2 separate regions of the Pan troglodytes genome follow, and region 1 is linked to region 2. A link is a contact called in public Hi-C data. All regions are on one chromosome and are shown on one strand. The core of a region is the stretch at or near the end of the contact, and the rest is flanking DNA. Distances in the headings are between cores, read along the strand shown.

The links. Hi-C and Micro-C count contacts between places; a contact is called where the count stands out from the background.
Region 1: a contact with region 2 is called in a Hi-C map of induced pluripotent stem cells, with 2.9 times the contacts expected there. The contact joins two enhancer-like sites. A contact is called at or near these places in 1 of 7 Hi-C or Micro-C datasets (induced pluripotent stem cells) and 1 of 1 other capture datasets (stem cell-derived neural stem cells).

Annotation. Positions count from the first base shown.
Region 1 is chr6:27,324,627-27,332,512 of NHGRI_mPanTro3-v2.0_pri, forward strand. The region is part of intron 5 of SP4 (Sp4 transcription factor); the gene reads left to right. Among named protein-coding and RNA genes, the nearest start is that of MIR1183, 35 kb to the left of the region's middle. Within about 2 kb of position 2,510, at least 1 of the 24 cell types and tissues checked has an H3K27ac peak or open chromatin away from gene starts, as enhancers often do. A contact at or near this core is called in induced pluripotent stem cells, where this site is marked.
Region 2 is chr6:26,590,180-26,597,011 of NHGRI_mPanTro3-v2.0_pri, forward strand. It overlaps SP8 (Sp8 transcription factor), which reads right to left. Exons shown (of 3, transcript XM_024357761.3): 3 at 5,987-6,832. Among named protein-coding and RNA genes, the nearest start is that of SP8, 8.1 kb to the right of the region's middle. Within about 2 kb of position 2,397, at least 3 of the 24 cell types and tissues checked have an H3K27ac peak or open chromatin away from gene starts, as enhancers often do. A contact at or near this core is called in induced pluripotent stem cells, where this site is marked.

The DNA of each region.
Region 1 (7,886 bases), core at 1,260-3,759, 730 kb after region 2:
CAACCCATAAATGGGTCATCAATTCCAGCATTTTCTGCCAGTTCATTGGCCAGAGTTGTTGGTCTTCGTAAAGCTTTTCTGATGGTCCCATCTGGGGCAGTATTGTTGGGAATGAAAGTACAACATTTCCCACCCAGCATAACACATACGCCCCCTTTTTCTGCTAGTATCATGTCTAGCGCAAGCCTGTTTTCCCAGGCCATTTGGCTGGTGGCATTTAACTGGCTAGCCACCCCTTTGAGGATGTCCCGAGTATAATTGATGAATCTCTGTTGATTATAATAGATGTAGTTAATCTAGTCCACATTCTTAATAGTTGACCACCAGAAGAGTGCTGACTTAAACCGAGCTGCTATTTGGTTTCGGGCCTTAAATTCATTAGGCACCCCCCCCCCTCCGGGAACTCCTATAGAGTTAACATATATATTGGGATCAAAAGATACGTCAAATCTCTCTGGTTTTGGTAGCCGTGTGTATTTTCGGGTATCTTATGGAATACCAGGATGAAGGGAATGGCCAACTGGACTAAAGCACAAGTCCCAGTCCGATTGGATGGTAACAACTTATCATCCTTTTTTCCCACAGTACCACCAGACATCAGCCGTGGTGTATGGAGAGCTGAGTAATTGCCATTGCCTGACTCAACCTGTGATGCTTAGGATGTGGGTACAAGTTGAGAGTTCTCCCATGGGCTTATTGAATTCTGCCCCCTGCCTGGAGAGGCAAGAGGAGTAGTTCATATTCCCTGTAGAGAATGAGGGGTTCTGACCCCTCTCCACAATGCGGGAAAGAGCAATGACAGACTCTTACAAGTCTCATTTTCCCATGCATCCTTGTCTCGGTATAGAGCCAACATGCAACACATTACTTCAGGATCAGTATTCCATCCTAGGGGAAATGGAACCACCCATGCCTGAGGTCCTCCCGCAGCACATGCATAGTAGTTACTCTTGTTGAGGGCTTGTACCAAAAATGTGACCCACTCAACCCAGGCATTCACATCCCCATACCCTCAGTTTTTAAGGTTTGCTTTACATCCTTTACCTCAATTATTTTTAGCCTTTTAGGATCATTATTTGGTGGACTAAAGTGTTTACTAGGGCCTGGGCTTGGAGCAGTACCAGACACTTGTGGGGTTGAGTTTTTGATGAGTTTGAGAATAAATTGCCCTACGGGGTCTTTCCCTGTGATGTCTGCCCCTAACCCATATAACCAAGAGTCTTCCAGAACTGGGGCCAGCCCATGTTTTCTTTTTAGATTTTTCTCAGAGTTAACTTTAAGGGTTCCTTAGGTGACCCATGCACTTTCCACTCGTCTTTTCCCCTCCTTTCCAGGGTCTCCTTTACCAGTCCCTTGACTCGAGTATAGTGAGTCCACCTCATGCAGCTGTTCGCATGGCTGTCTCAGTGGTCAGGAGCACTTGATAGGGACCTTCCCAGCTTGGGTGGAGCTTGTCTTCTTTCCAAGTCTTAATCAGCACCAAGTTACCAGGCTGAAAGTGGTGAGCCATGAACTCAAGAGGTGAAGTTTGAGTTAGAAGTCGTTTTAACCTAAGGGATGACAGGGTGGAGTATATGGCCACTATATAATTTCTTTAAAAATTGATCCTTGGTTTCCATAGCCGGAAGATCTGTAGCTCTGCACAAATATAGGAGCCCATATAATGACTCGTAGAGGGGCAATCCCAAGTCTTTTATTGGGGCTTGTTCTAATCTAAGGAATGCTATTGGGGGACATTTGGTTCAAGGCATTTTAGTTTTTAAGATTAGTTTGGTGATATGCTTTGTGAGAGTTTGATTCATTCTTTCTACCTTTCCAGAGGAAGGGAGATGCCAAGGGGTGAGATAATCCCATTTAATTTGTAAACCTTCCATAATTCACGTTAACACCCTTGAGGTAAAGTGGCTTCCATTGTCTGAATTAATATTTTCCATCAGTCCAAAGCTAGGTAAATCTGTTTTAATATTATTTTGACCACATTCCCAGCAGTGGCTGTTGGAAGGGGAAAGGCTTCTACCCAGCCTGAAAGGTAATCTACCATCACCAGTAAATACTTCAGTCTTCCTACTTTGGGCATTTCTGTGAAATCTACTTGAATGCTTTGAAGTGGTCTTACTCCGGAGGTCTTCCTGTTTTCTAATCACCTTTTTGTTTATCTTTTGACAAGTTAACACAATTTCCACATGCTTGTTTAGCAAGGGTATAAATCCCTATACACCCATAATTCCTAAGTATTGTATCACACAAAGCCTGGGGTCCCCATTGACTCCATTTGTGTAATGTAGATACTAGTTTTCTCATTAGGGGTTTACTTATTTCAGGAAGTACCCATTTGCCATCTTCAGTCTGAGTGACCCCTGTCCTGTCTAATTCTTCCTCCTCCTCTCTGGTAAACTGGGGCCTTAATACTGGCTTAGGGATGTTTGGGAGCAGACTACATAGTCTAATTTCTTCGTCCAGGGAGGCTTGCTTAGCAGCTTCATCTGCAAGCCTGTTTCCTGTAGCTTCTATAGTGTTCCCTTTCAGATGACCATTTACATGAACTATGGCTACCTCTGCTGGAAGCAGGAGGCTTTCTAAAACCTGTTTGACCAGTTACCCAGGTACCAATTATTTTCCCCTGCTATTTATTAGACCCTGCTCTGTCCAGATTTTTTTTAAAGTGTGTTCTAACCCATTAAGCATATTTAGAATCAGTATATATAGTGCCTTCTTTGGCCTTAAGGAGCTTTATGGCCGGGTTAAGACCATATAATTTACAGATTTGGGCTGACCAGCCATTAGGTAATCTACCTTTCTCACATAGGGAGTGTTTATCTCCATCAGTGACAGCATTGCCGTCTCTCGTTCGTCACAACTCATCCACAAAGAGCCTTATCCCATCATGTAGTGGAGCTTCCCTAAGGTTTGGTCCTACTTTGGTTTGTTATTCTATGATATCTAAGCAGTTCTGGTCTGATGTCTTTGATCTCCTCTCCTTTCCATAGGAAACTGGCTGCATTTAGGCAAATATTTGTTGTTACAAGCAAATAATTTTTTTTCTTAATTATATGGCTTCATATTTTATGAAGAATGTGTTCAAACTATCTCCCGGCTTTTGGTTTAATATATTCCTGACCTGGTGTGGGGCGCTTACTATTAGGGCCCCAACAAAGGTTAGCTTTCTACTCTCCTACCAGCAGGGCTGTGGCAGCACTGCTTGCACATATTTGGGCCACCCCTGAGAGACAGGATAGAGAAGCTTGAAGGCAAAAGCAACAGATTCCCTCTTCCCTCCCCAGGTTTGAGTGAGCACCCCAAGGGTGATCCACTGTTACCAACAGATGGAATGGTTTCTCTAAAGATGAGAGGACCAGGACCGCGGCTGTAATGAGGGCCTGCTTTAGCTCTTTTACCACCTGAATTTCCTTTGAGGACAATTGCAAGGGATTGGGTTCTTCTTCTAGTAACTTGATATATAGAGTCTTTGTCTTTTGATCATATGAGTCAATCCATAACCTATAGTAGCCAGTTAAATCTAAAAATTTTTGGAGTTCTCTTTTTGTCTTAGGCAAAGGCAGACCCACTATTCCCAGTATTCTCTCTGGGTTTATTCTTCACATCCCTTCACTAATCAGGTGTCCTAAATATTTAACTTCTTTTTCTGCAAACTGCAGTTTGTTCTTAGATACTCGCAATCCCCTTTCTCCTAGGAAATTAAGCTTGTGGTGGTTTCTGATACCTCGGCCCTCCTCTCCCCAGAAATTAAAAGATTATCTATGTATTGTAACAACTGGGTTCCCCTGGAAGGTTGAAATTCCTCCAGGACTTTTTCTAAGATTTGACCAAATACGTTTGGGGCTTCTGTGAAACCTTGTGGCAGCACAGTCCAGGGGTACTGTTGTTTTCTCCTAGTTATAGCATCTTCCCATTCAAAGGCAAAGAGGTTCCCTAATCCTAAAGTCTAGGGGACATGCCCAGAATGCATCTTTTGGATCCACCACATTGAACCACTTACGTTCATAGGGTATCTTACTAAAGAGGGTGTAGTGTTTAGTCACCACAGGGTGGTAGGTCTGGACAGTTTGATTTATAGCCCTTAGATCTTGTAGCAATCTATACAACCCATCAGGCTCTTTGGGAGAATTGGAGTATTGTAACATGCAGGGTTTTAATTGTCCATCATTAATCAATCCCTCTATTACCAGTTGGAGACCTTTTCTCCCTTCAGTGGAAATGGGATATTGTTCTCTGCAAACTACTTCTGGTTGTTTTAGGTTAATCTGTAAGGGTGTGATTTTTAACCCTCTGTTGCCTTCCCTAACCCTCACAAGGGGATTAATTTTTCTTTCCTCCTCCTCTGTCAGGAGGCCCATCATTACTTTTATTTGTCCTTCCTCTATTCCTAATCCTAAACCCAATCTCACAATCAGGTCTCGACACAGGAGGTTAGTTCCTACTTCAGGAACAAGTGACGCCTCAATTTGTTTTGCTCCTGATGTAATTAAAATTTTCTTAAATATTGGAACCTGAAATCCCTCCCCTTTTACCCCTGATACTTTCAATTTTTCCTTAGAGAGTTCTGTACCCCTTGGTTGGTGAATTAGGGAGGAGTGAGCTGCCCCAGTATCAACCAAAAATGTCACTTCTCCCTCAGGTCCCACCTTCAGATTTATTAAGGGTTCCTGGTGGGATCTACTCAGAAGGCGCTCCTGCCCCCGACTAGTCTTCATCAATAGTCATGAGGGGTATCACCTTTTCTTTTTTCCATTTAGGACATCCTCTCTTCAAATGCCCTGTCTTTCCACACTTGTAACATCCACTCATAGTCTTAGGACCTTTTCCCTGCATTTCCCTTCTTTCTTTGTGTTGAAATCTATAATTCCCTTGTCTCCTAAGTGGGGGATCTTGATGTAAGCCTTTTCTGACTACCTCTTCCACAGTGGAAACCATGATTTTTGCTTTTTGTTTCTGCTTCTCTTCCTTTCTCCTTACAAAGACCCTCTGAGTTTGCCTCAGTAAATCCTCAGTTGGTTTCTCTTTCCATCCATAAATCTTTTGTAATTTTTTGGTAATGTCAGGCCAGCTCTTAGTTACAAAGTTAACCTTCAAAAGGCATTGCCCTACTGGGTCCTCTAGATCTAATCCGGAGCATTTTCTCATCTGATCTCTGAGCCTATATAGGAATGCAGAAGGAGTTTCCTCTTTTTCTTGTTGAATCGTGAATGTGTCCTATGTCCTACGAGTGGACTCCTTGATCCCTTTAATTATTAGTTCCTGGAGATCCTACATTTGGGCACGGTCCCTGGGATCATTATTATCCCATTCAGGATTAACATTTGGAAATTTTTGTTTGGCTGGTGAGACTTCTTGCCTGGGAGGGTGTTGCCTCTCCCAGATGGTCATGTCCACTCTCCTGATCATTCCGCTTTCTCTTCCTATGAACAGGATATTCTTGATGGACATCATTTCAGCCCAGGTGTAAGAGCTGTATCCTAGGAATTGGTCCAGATGGTCTGCTAAACCGAGTGGATCTTCTAGGAGTGGTTTCATTTTTTTCCTGAAATTCCTAATTTCAATACTTGTAAGAGGAGCATTTACAAAGCCAGTCTCTCCCTGTCCCATGGGAACTCCCCTAAGAGGGAACATGCTAGGTGCCTCCTGTGTGGAAGGAATAGGGAAGTTCTCAATATCCCTCTTACAGTGTTCTTTTCTTAAATTTGGATAAGGATTTAGAGGAGCAGTTGGTTTGGCTCCACCATGGTGTCCAGGTCTTTCCTCCTCTAACCCTCCTGCTGCCCCTTGATTTTCCTGTCCCCTGTTTTGTGAGATGTATGGAGGGGCATGGATGATGGGGTCCCAGGGCTTTTCCCTGGGTGAGGGATTTTTACTAGGCTCTTTTTCTTCTTCTTTAAGTGGGAATATGGGGCTAATTCCTTGATCCAGCAGAGAGCATAACCTATCTCTTGTGAGGTTGGGGTTTTATTATTCACATAGAGAATTAAAGCTTGGCACACCTAATTTTTATCTGAGCCAAACTTAGGCCATAGGACTATGCTGGTAAATGTCAGAGGGAGTCTCTTTGGCTCCCTCTTTCCCTTGTCCCCTAGGCCTAGGAATTTCTGTTTCCCATTTTTGGTCAGTCTGTGTCTGAGCTTTTCCCTGTGTTCTCAGCACCCCCTACTGGAGGTTTCTTGCACACCCATGGAATCACTTCATCCATTCTCTGACCATTCTTTGTCCATTCTCCTCACGGGAGAACGGAACCATGGATTGGGACTCTGCATTTGCTTCATATCTAGGGTACATCTCAGTCACACACACTCAACCTCTGAAAATGCCCAACCACCAAGACAGTACTTACAGTCCAATTTTCCTCCCTTGGCTTCTGCACGAGGTTGCCTGGTTGCTGCAGTGCCTGCTTTTCTCCCTGTGTCGCCTCTGCTGCCTCCTGAATAACAGTCTCAGGTTTGTCTGTGGCTTCTGTGGGGAGCCAGGACGCCCGGACAGAGTGGGCCACCCAAATCGGGTGGGACACCTCTGCCCTCTCGGCTGGAGTCCCACTCCATGCAGGCACAGAGATCCCAGACAGGCCCCCAGGTTTGTGAGAAACACAGATTCACCTGTCCAAACCCAAAGAATGGACTTGGAGACACAAACAATGGAAGCGAGACTTTTAATGGTGGTCTTGCAAGATGGAGTGTCTGGTAGGCAGGCACACCCGGGGCAGTTACAGCAGGTAATTTATCTCCTAGCATCCAAATCTCACTGCAACCTCCACCCCGCCTGGTTCAAGCGATTCTCCTGCCTCAGCCTCCCAAGTAGCTGGGATTACAGGTGTGCATCACCACGCCCAGCTACTATTTTTGTATTTTTAGTAGAGACAGGGTTTCACCATGTTGGCCAGGCTGGTCTCAAACTCCTGACCTCAGGGTCCACCCACCTCAGCCTCCTAAAGTGCTGGGATTACAGGTGTGAGCCACCGCGCCCAGCCTAAATACAGTTTGTTTGTTTAAGTAGGCCACTGCCTCCACCTTTGTACAGAGAAATCCCAGGTTCCTCCTGTCAGAACCTAGCTAGACCCTGGAATAAGATACCAAGACCAGGCTTGCCAACTGTGGCTTGGCATAGAGTTTGTGTTTGACCTGGGGTCAGGGCCTTGTCTACACACTTTTTTTTTTTTTTTTTTTTTTTTGGAGACAAGGCCGTGCTCTGTCATCCAGGCTAGAGTGCAGTGGCTCACTGTAGCCTCAACATTTGCATTACATGTTGATTTATATAATTAATGGATGGTGTTGCTTATTATCGATTGATTGTGAATCTGGCCACGACAAATTTATTCTAATTGTTTATTTTCTCAGATTATTTATGTAAATAGTAATAACTGTAAATAATAATCGATTTCAATTTTTTTCTTCCAATGATTGTACCTCAGTTCATTTTACTGTCTTATATGTTGGCTTCGTCAGAATGTTTCATATTATGTTGAAAATAGTAATGATATATATAATAGCATTCTTATCTTGTTCCTGATGTAGAAAGTAATAGTTCAGAAGTTTCTCCATTAATTATATGTAGGGGTATAGCAGGTAAAAGAAATAAATTTTTATTCCTGGTTTGCCAAGAGCTCTTATCAAAATGTGTTAAATTTTATCACACTGTTTTTATGCTTCTGTTGACCTTTTTTTTCTCTCCTTTAACTTTATGGGATCTTAAGTCATACAAAGTATTTTATTTTTGTGTAGTCAGATTTGTCTATTCTCTCTTTTATAGTTTCTAAATAACCTGTTGTACTTTTTAAAGTACCTTCAAACTCTAGGTTATAGAAATATTTTCCTTTTTTTTTTAATACTTGGTTTTAAATCTTTGTAGCATGTATCTTGGTGTGTGGTATGACATGGAGGTGC
Region 2 (6,832 bases), core at 1,147-3,646:
CAGTTTCTGTGTGTTGATTTAGAAATCTTAAAGCTTGAGGGAGCTCAATTCATTTAAAGGAAGACATGTAAAGGCACAAAAAGTAAACAGTGAAAATGCTATGCAATGAAGCACTAAAGTGAATGGGGGTATAGAGGATTTTTTTTAAAAAACAAAACAATAAAGAGTTCCATTGTGCTTTTAAATTACAATTTTAGAGAGTTCTTTAAGGGTCTGATTTTCCTTTGAGTATCAAAACGTCATGACCCATTTACAATATCCAAACTGTTGATGCTGTTTTTTTTATCTAGCTTGGAGGGAAATTAAATATAAATTGATATCTCCAAGAATTAAGTCCACATTTTCTAATAGGCAGGTGGCTATTTTGAGTGAAGCAGCCAAGGCATTTTTCCTTTTAACCTTCTTGCATGGAAAGTCAATTTCTCAACTGCAAACTAGATACCTTCAGAACACTAATGATCAAATCTTATGCCTGCAGCAACTTCGGGTCCGGACTCTCCTCAGGAATCAAACCAAAAAGCACTATTTCACTAAAATAAGTGAAGATAGTTGGCCAGACTAAATCCAGGTATTTGGACATAAATCTCAGGTGGCTCATCTGCCTTTTCCCAGGAAAATGCGTCCCCAGCTTTCATCAGTGTGTGCTTTGTCTTGATAGAAATGCATAATCATCAAAGCTAAGTATTTTTTTACCTCAAATATAAGATCCTTCAGCACTGATTTTAAAAGTATTCGTAAACCACTTATTAAACTACGAATGAAAAAATAAAGGACGACACAGATTTGTAGGGGCAAGAAAGGTGAGTAGGGAAGGACTAGATCATCTGCATCGAGATTTGAAAGACACTTGTGGCTTACTTGCAAAGCTTCATTTAGCATTGAGCGTACGAGGGAAATTCTGTTCCTGATGACAGCGCAGTGGGAATTCCCACTCCAACAACCCATGAAATGTTACTGCATAATTATTCACCTTCTGAGGCCCATTACGACTTATCAGCAGAGAAAGAAATTTAATTTAAACTCACCCCTCTGTGCTAAAGAATGACTGGGACATGAGATCAAAGCGCGAAGCTCTGTCCTCCAGTGGTTTGCAACACCTAGGCACAATAGGTTGAGAGAACGCGGCATTCCAGCGCTTCCCAGCTTTCCGGACCCCGGAGAGAGGGGGTGGGGATGTGGGCTCACATCGCCGGCTGGCTTGAGGGAGGAGAGTGGTGGCGGCTCCGGAGGTGGACGTGTCAATTATATCCTGGAGCTCCGGGAAGCCAGATTGCTTCTACCGGCGGCTGCAGGGGCTTTGCAAGCGAAGATAGGCGACCCTCCTTCCTTCCCCACTGTGGGGGATTGGGGTCAGTGGAGCCCGTGGATTTAGCCACGAGGGGACATGACTGGAGCCCTGTCACGCGCAGGTGTGCGTCTCCGAGAGCTCTTTCAATATAAGTGCGGGAGAAGATTTATGCTGCAGCCTCATCACAGGATGCCTTAAATGCATGTACATAGTGCGTATCTAACCACCCATAAAAGCCAAGTTTAATCCTTGGCATGTCTCGAGAATACAAAGTGGAACCCACAGATCCGAACCTGTGCGATGAGCTTCCAAGACCAGAAGGCCTAAGACCTAGAGGCGCCTAAAAGAGTCAGGGGGTGGGGCTGGGGAAAGGTTTACCAGGAGCCAGCTCCTTTCCTCAGGCAGCCCGGGGAGAGGCAGGTACATTCTCCAAATAAAGACCTTTAAGCGGAGCATGACGCTCTTCTCCGAAGGGTTGATCTATCTTGATCTCCTTTCAGATGTCACCAGAATAGGGACCTTCAGAATGTTGGTAGCAGTCCCCAAAGACCCAGAGGCCCAGAGTCGGGAGAGAAGAGCATTGGGAAGGAAGCCCACGAGAGGTTGTTGGGTTTTGGGTGCAATGCAGTAGAGTTCTGTTCAACAGGTTCAGTGATTCTACATCTGTGTCCATCCACCTATCTATCCATCACTTTTTCTGTTAGTCCCCAGGGTAGCTAAACTTTTTTGATATCCTGAAACTAAAAAGGGCAAAGAGTTTTCACAGCCAGTCACACTTAATTGCGCCTTCTTTATGATAACAGTGTGGGGAAAGGTAGGCAAGTTCCTTCACTCGTCGAGTCTGGCAACCCCATGATAAAATGACAAGAATAAATCTTGCCACCTATGGAGGACGCTGCACTTTGACGTCGCTGGGGAGAGGAGGCGGGTGCGAGTGAACACAAAGCAGTTTGGCCAAAAAAAGAGCACAGGAGGTGAAGAAAGGCAGGCAGTCGTGGGCCAGGACAGAGAGAAATCTGAACAAGTTCAGGAAGAAGAATCTGAGTCTGTCCACGCCGCAGCAGCCTCCGGTGGCACGGGCAGAAAGATCAAAGCGCGGCACCCCAGGACAGGATGGGACAGATTCCCCGGGCTCCGAGGCGCTAGGATGGCGCAGGGCAGCGGGCTGGTGCGGGAAAACTACAGAGCAAGCAAGGGAGGGAAGCGAAGGCAGGGGAATCCCTCACCCTGTCCGGCCCGAGTGTCTTTTGAGAGCCCACAGGCGAGAGCGGGGCGGGGGGAGGCTCCCCGCGTCGATTCCCACCGTGGGTTTGCCCAAGGTCAGAGGCCCGGGACTGGCGGGCGCGGGTCTGGCCGGCATTGCCCGCGCTGAGCGCGCTGCAGAACGGGAGCAGGGCACAGGGTGGCGCTCGCTGTCCGTGCAGCGGGCGGAGGCGGCAGCGGCGCCTTTGTGTGCGGTGGGCGCGGCGCTGGGCTGCTCCGGCCCGCAGCCCGAGGGGAGCGGCGGGCCCGGGCCGGGGCCGGGGCCAGGGCTCGCGGGGAGACCCCAGACCACCACCTCACTCTTCGCTGCTACCTGCGGGCGGACCGTGCGGATCGCCAGTTCGGAACCCTCCCCGGGAGGGCCCGGGGGTCTTTCTCAATGTACTGGGCACTTCGAGGAGCTGGGAAGAGGAAAGCGGAGGGTAGCGTTTAGAAAGGCTGGGAAATCCTCCCAGGCTCAAAACCTCTCGCAGAATTCATTCGAAAAGAGAACGAAGGGAACTTTGGGCAGGCCAGACCTCGGCTCAGCGCCCTGCGAGAGAAGCAGAGGTCGCTGCCAGCGTTTCCTCCCGCGCAACAAGAAATTGGTGCCTGAGAAGCAAAGTTGAGGAATGGGCTTTTTAAAAGCGGCAGCCCCAGGCCGGGCGCAGTGGCTCACGCCGGTAATCCCAGCACTTTAAGAGGCCGAGGCTGGCGGATCACCTGAAGTCAGGAGTTCGAGACCAGGCCAACATGGTGAAACCCGGTCTCTACTGAAAATGCACCAATTAGCCGGGCGTGGTGGCGGGCGCCTGTAATCCCAGCTACAGGGGAGGCTGAGGCAGGAGAATCGCTTGAACCCGGAAGGCGGAGGTTGCAGTGAGCCGAAATTGCGCTGTTGCACTCCAGCCTAGACGAGAGCAAAACTCCATCTCAAAAAAAAAAAAAAAAAAAAAAAAAAAAGCAACATTTCCGGTAGATGGACTTTCAAAAACGGTACTAGAATACCAGGAAAAAGCGACAGCTTGTAGCGGGCCTTTATTCCGAGTTCTAGGTCACCTCAAGCCCTCCCCGCTGTCCCTAGAGCTCTCCCACTGTTCGTCAGGAACCAAAGCAAAATGTATAAGGCTGCTTTCCTCACCGCCAAGAGACTCCGCAGAAAATTAAATTAAATTAAACATGCGCCGAGGGACTAGGGAAAAATAGATCCCCCCTCCCCGCCGCTGTAGCAAATCAACATTTCTGCTCACAGGGAGAGCAGCGAATCTAAAGACATGGCCACTGACGCGCATCCCCTTAAACCGCAGCGGCTAGGGTCCAGGATGGCAAGGAATTAGCGGCTTTCCTTTAATCCGGAAGCAGGGAATAAACAGGGAGAAAATTCTGAATCTTATTTTTAAAATAACATCAACTATTTATATTGAGCAGTCTTCAAAAGATGCCACCCAAAACCAAAGCCCTGACTTTAAAATGGGTACAGCATTACTATATTTCGATTCCTTAACACCATTTTCTTGAAATACAGGCACAGAATTGATCTTCTGCGCCATTTTTTAAAAAGGAGGGAGATTGGGAGGGAGAGAAGGAGGAAGAAAGGAAGGAAGGAAGCAACTGCAGAAACCATACTTTTAAAAAGAGAGAGAAGGATAAAGACGTTGGTAATATCTGGGTTTTTCTTAGGAGTGTAAAGAGAAATAATGCCTGTTTGGACAGAAGCAGCAAAAATCAGTAGTAAAATGAACAACCACAGTTTATTCAAAATACCTGCATCAAATCAATCCCTTTTTGAGGCTGGTTTGTACAAAACACTGAGCAAAATTCTTAAATTCTTTCATGATAATATTTATCTTTACCATCTTAGGCAAACAGATAATAATCACATGCACACTTTTTTCCTCCTTTTTCTGCCTTAATTTATCAGCCAAAAAGATCATCTGACCTTTGAGCTAATCCTCTACAATATTTATTTTTAAAAAAATTCCTCTACAAGCCTTCTGTAGCATTCCATTTAATAATCTCACCAAAAGATCCATGAAGATGAAAATGATAGCAAAATTATCGATCTGCCTACTTAGGAGTCCAGTCGCATCACCTGCTTGTCTTTAAATTTTAATTTCAGTATTCTCTAACCAAAGGAAGCCCAGTTGAGAAGTTATGCCAAGATTCCGGTAGGAGCAGGGCGGAAGGAAGGCAAACCCATTCAGGAGCTTTCTCCAGCATCAGTTGTTCTGAGAGGAAGTCATCATATTGGTTTAAATTAAGTTTCTTACATAAAATATTTCAGTTGATAATCCAGCCTCAACAAATCACAGTTACACATTTCTCAGTGAAAGAGATCATCCACAAAGAGAGAAGGTGAGGAAGGAAGGAGCCAAAAAAGGAGAAAGCAGGATAGGGAAGAAACATTCAAGTTTGTAGAAGAGATGCGGTAGGAAATGGAAATGGTTGGATTGGCAGCCCTTTCCAGACTCTGGAGGGTGGGCTGATATATGCTGGCCTGACCTCTGGGTCAACAACTAGTTTAACTCTATCTTGATCTGCCAGACTGGAAGCTTGTCCCTTGGTTCAAAGTGAGACCTGGCCTTTGACTTCACTTGAGTGAGCCTCCAGCTACTGCCAGGAAGTGCGTTATCAGGGACAAAGCAGGAACAAAAAAAAAAAAATCACAATTTGGTACCTCATCTTCTGTTTTCCCAAAAGAACCCTGCCCACCCTGCAGAAAATTAAGCTAGAAATATTGTTCCATAACCACCAAAACAAACCAAGCAAAGCTAGAAGGGTGAGGAGCCAGAAGGAAGAAAGGGAAAGTTTGCACATCTGTACAGCAGAAAAAATGTCCCCCTTCAATCACCCCAAAGAAATCTTCTTCCAGACAATATTTCTCCTTGTCATAACCCACCTCTTAAATCAATGTTGATTCTGCATGTAATGCAACTGATATTATAAATGTACCAAGCAGCTTTCCTCTTACCTGCCACTACATTTAACTCCTCAGAACCGCTCTTTCCGAATCCCTCAGCATTGCAACTTTCAATAAAAAAGAAACAACACTTAAACTGTGTTCTGCTTGTTATTCCTAGGAAGAAAGTGACAGAAAGAAACTATTTTACTTTTAAAATCCATTATTTAGAACTATAGTATACCAAAGAATCAGAGTTAACTTGTTTGTCTAAAACCATAGAGACTGGAGGCCTCAAATACCTGCATAGACAGCAGGATTAAAGGTGTCACCTACTTGGACACGAGCTATATTATTCTAAAACATCTTTTATCCCTAATTGCTTTTTCCTCTCAATTTACAGTGCTCATAGCATTTTGTATTTTCACTTGCTTCTATGCATTATAATTACCATATATAGATTTCAATGGAAAATTTTTCAGTTCAAGATGTATACCAAGACTATACTTAGGGTGGGGAGATTGCAAACAGAAATAAAGAAGCTAAACTTGTAAGAATCCAAACACACTAACTTTTTATTCAATTTGATTCAAAATAATAATATTAATCTAATAGTGAAATAGTGATATAACATCAATCAACACTTAGAGTATTTTATGTTTCAAAGTATGGCTCAAGGAACACCCATTGCTTAAATGCACTTAGACATAACAAGACAGTATTTTTTATTGGCATCATTGACACCTATGAACAATAGCCTAGTAAATAGATTAAGGTTTAACCTTCCTTTTCTTTGGTGGCTGTTTAGAGACTTTAAAAGAACAGATAACTCATTTCAACAGGAATCTACTACTGATATTTACCTCTACGTAATCTTTAGCTAAGACTTGGAATGCCAAAAACAAGCTTTTGTTAGCTTGACCTCCTCCACCTCCTAACAACAAAAGTTATCCCCAAACCCATGTTTTTATTTTAGATGTATTGATCTTCCAATGTAAGGCTTGGCCTTTTAAATACTAAATGCAATCAATGGCCAACAACCTGACTCCTGGAGACTGAGAAGGAAAGAGAATGGTGAAATTTCTTTGAATTGTGACTTAGTACAAATTTTAAGAGGTCAGTAAATCCTGATGCTATGAGCTAAATCTACTGGTAAATAATCAATTACATTCCTTAGACACTATAATCTTTATCTTGGTAAACAGAGAAAACACAGCTTTGCCAAATAGATCTTTCCATCTAACATCTTAAAGGTAATTATTTAAATATTACCACAAACAAGGTTATATTTTGTTTAAATTAGACAATTAACTGAAGATAAAATGCACGTCCATAGTTTAAAAAGGGGAAAAAATACAAATTAACTGGCCTAGTCTTTTATCTGAGTTTATTAATACCATTTA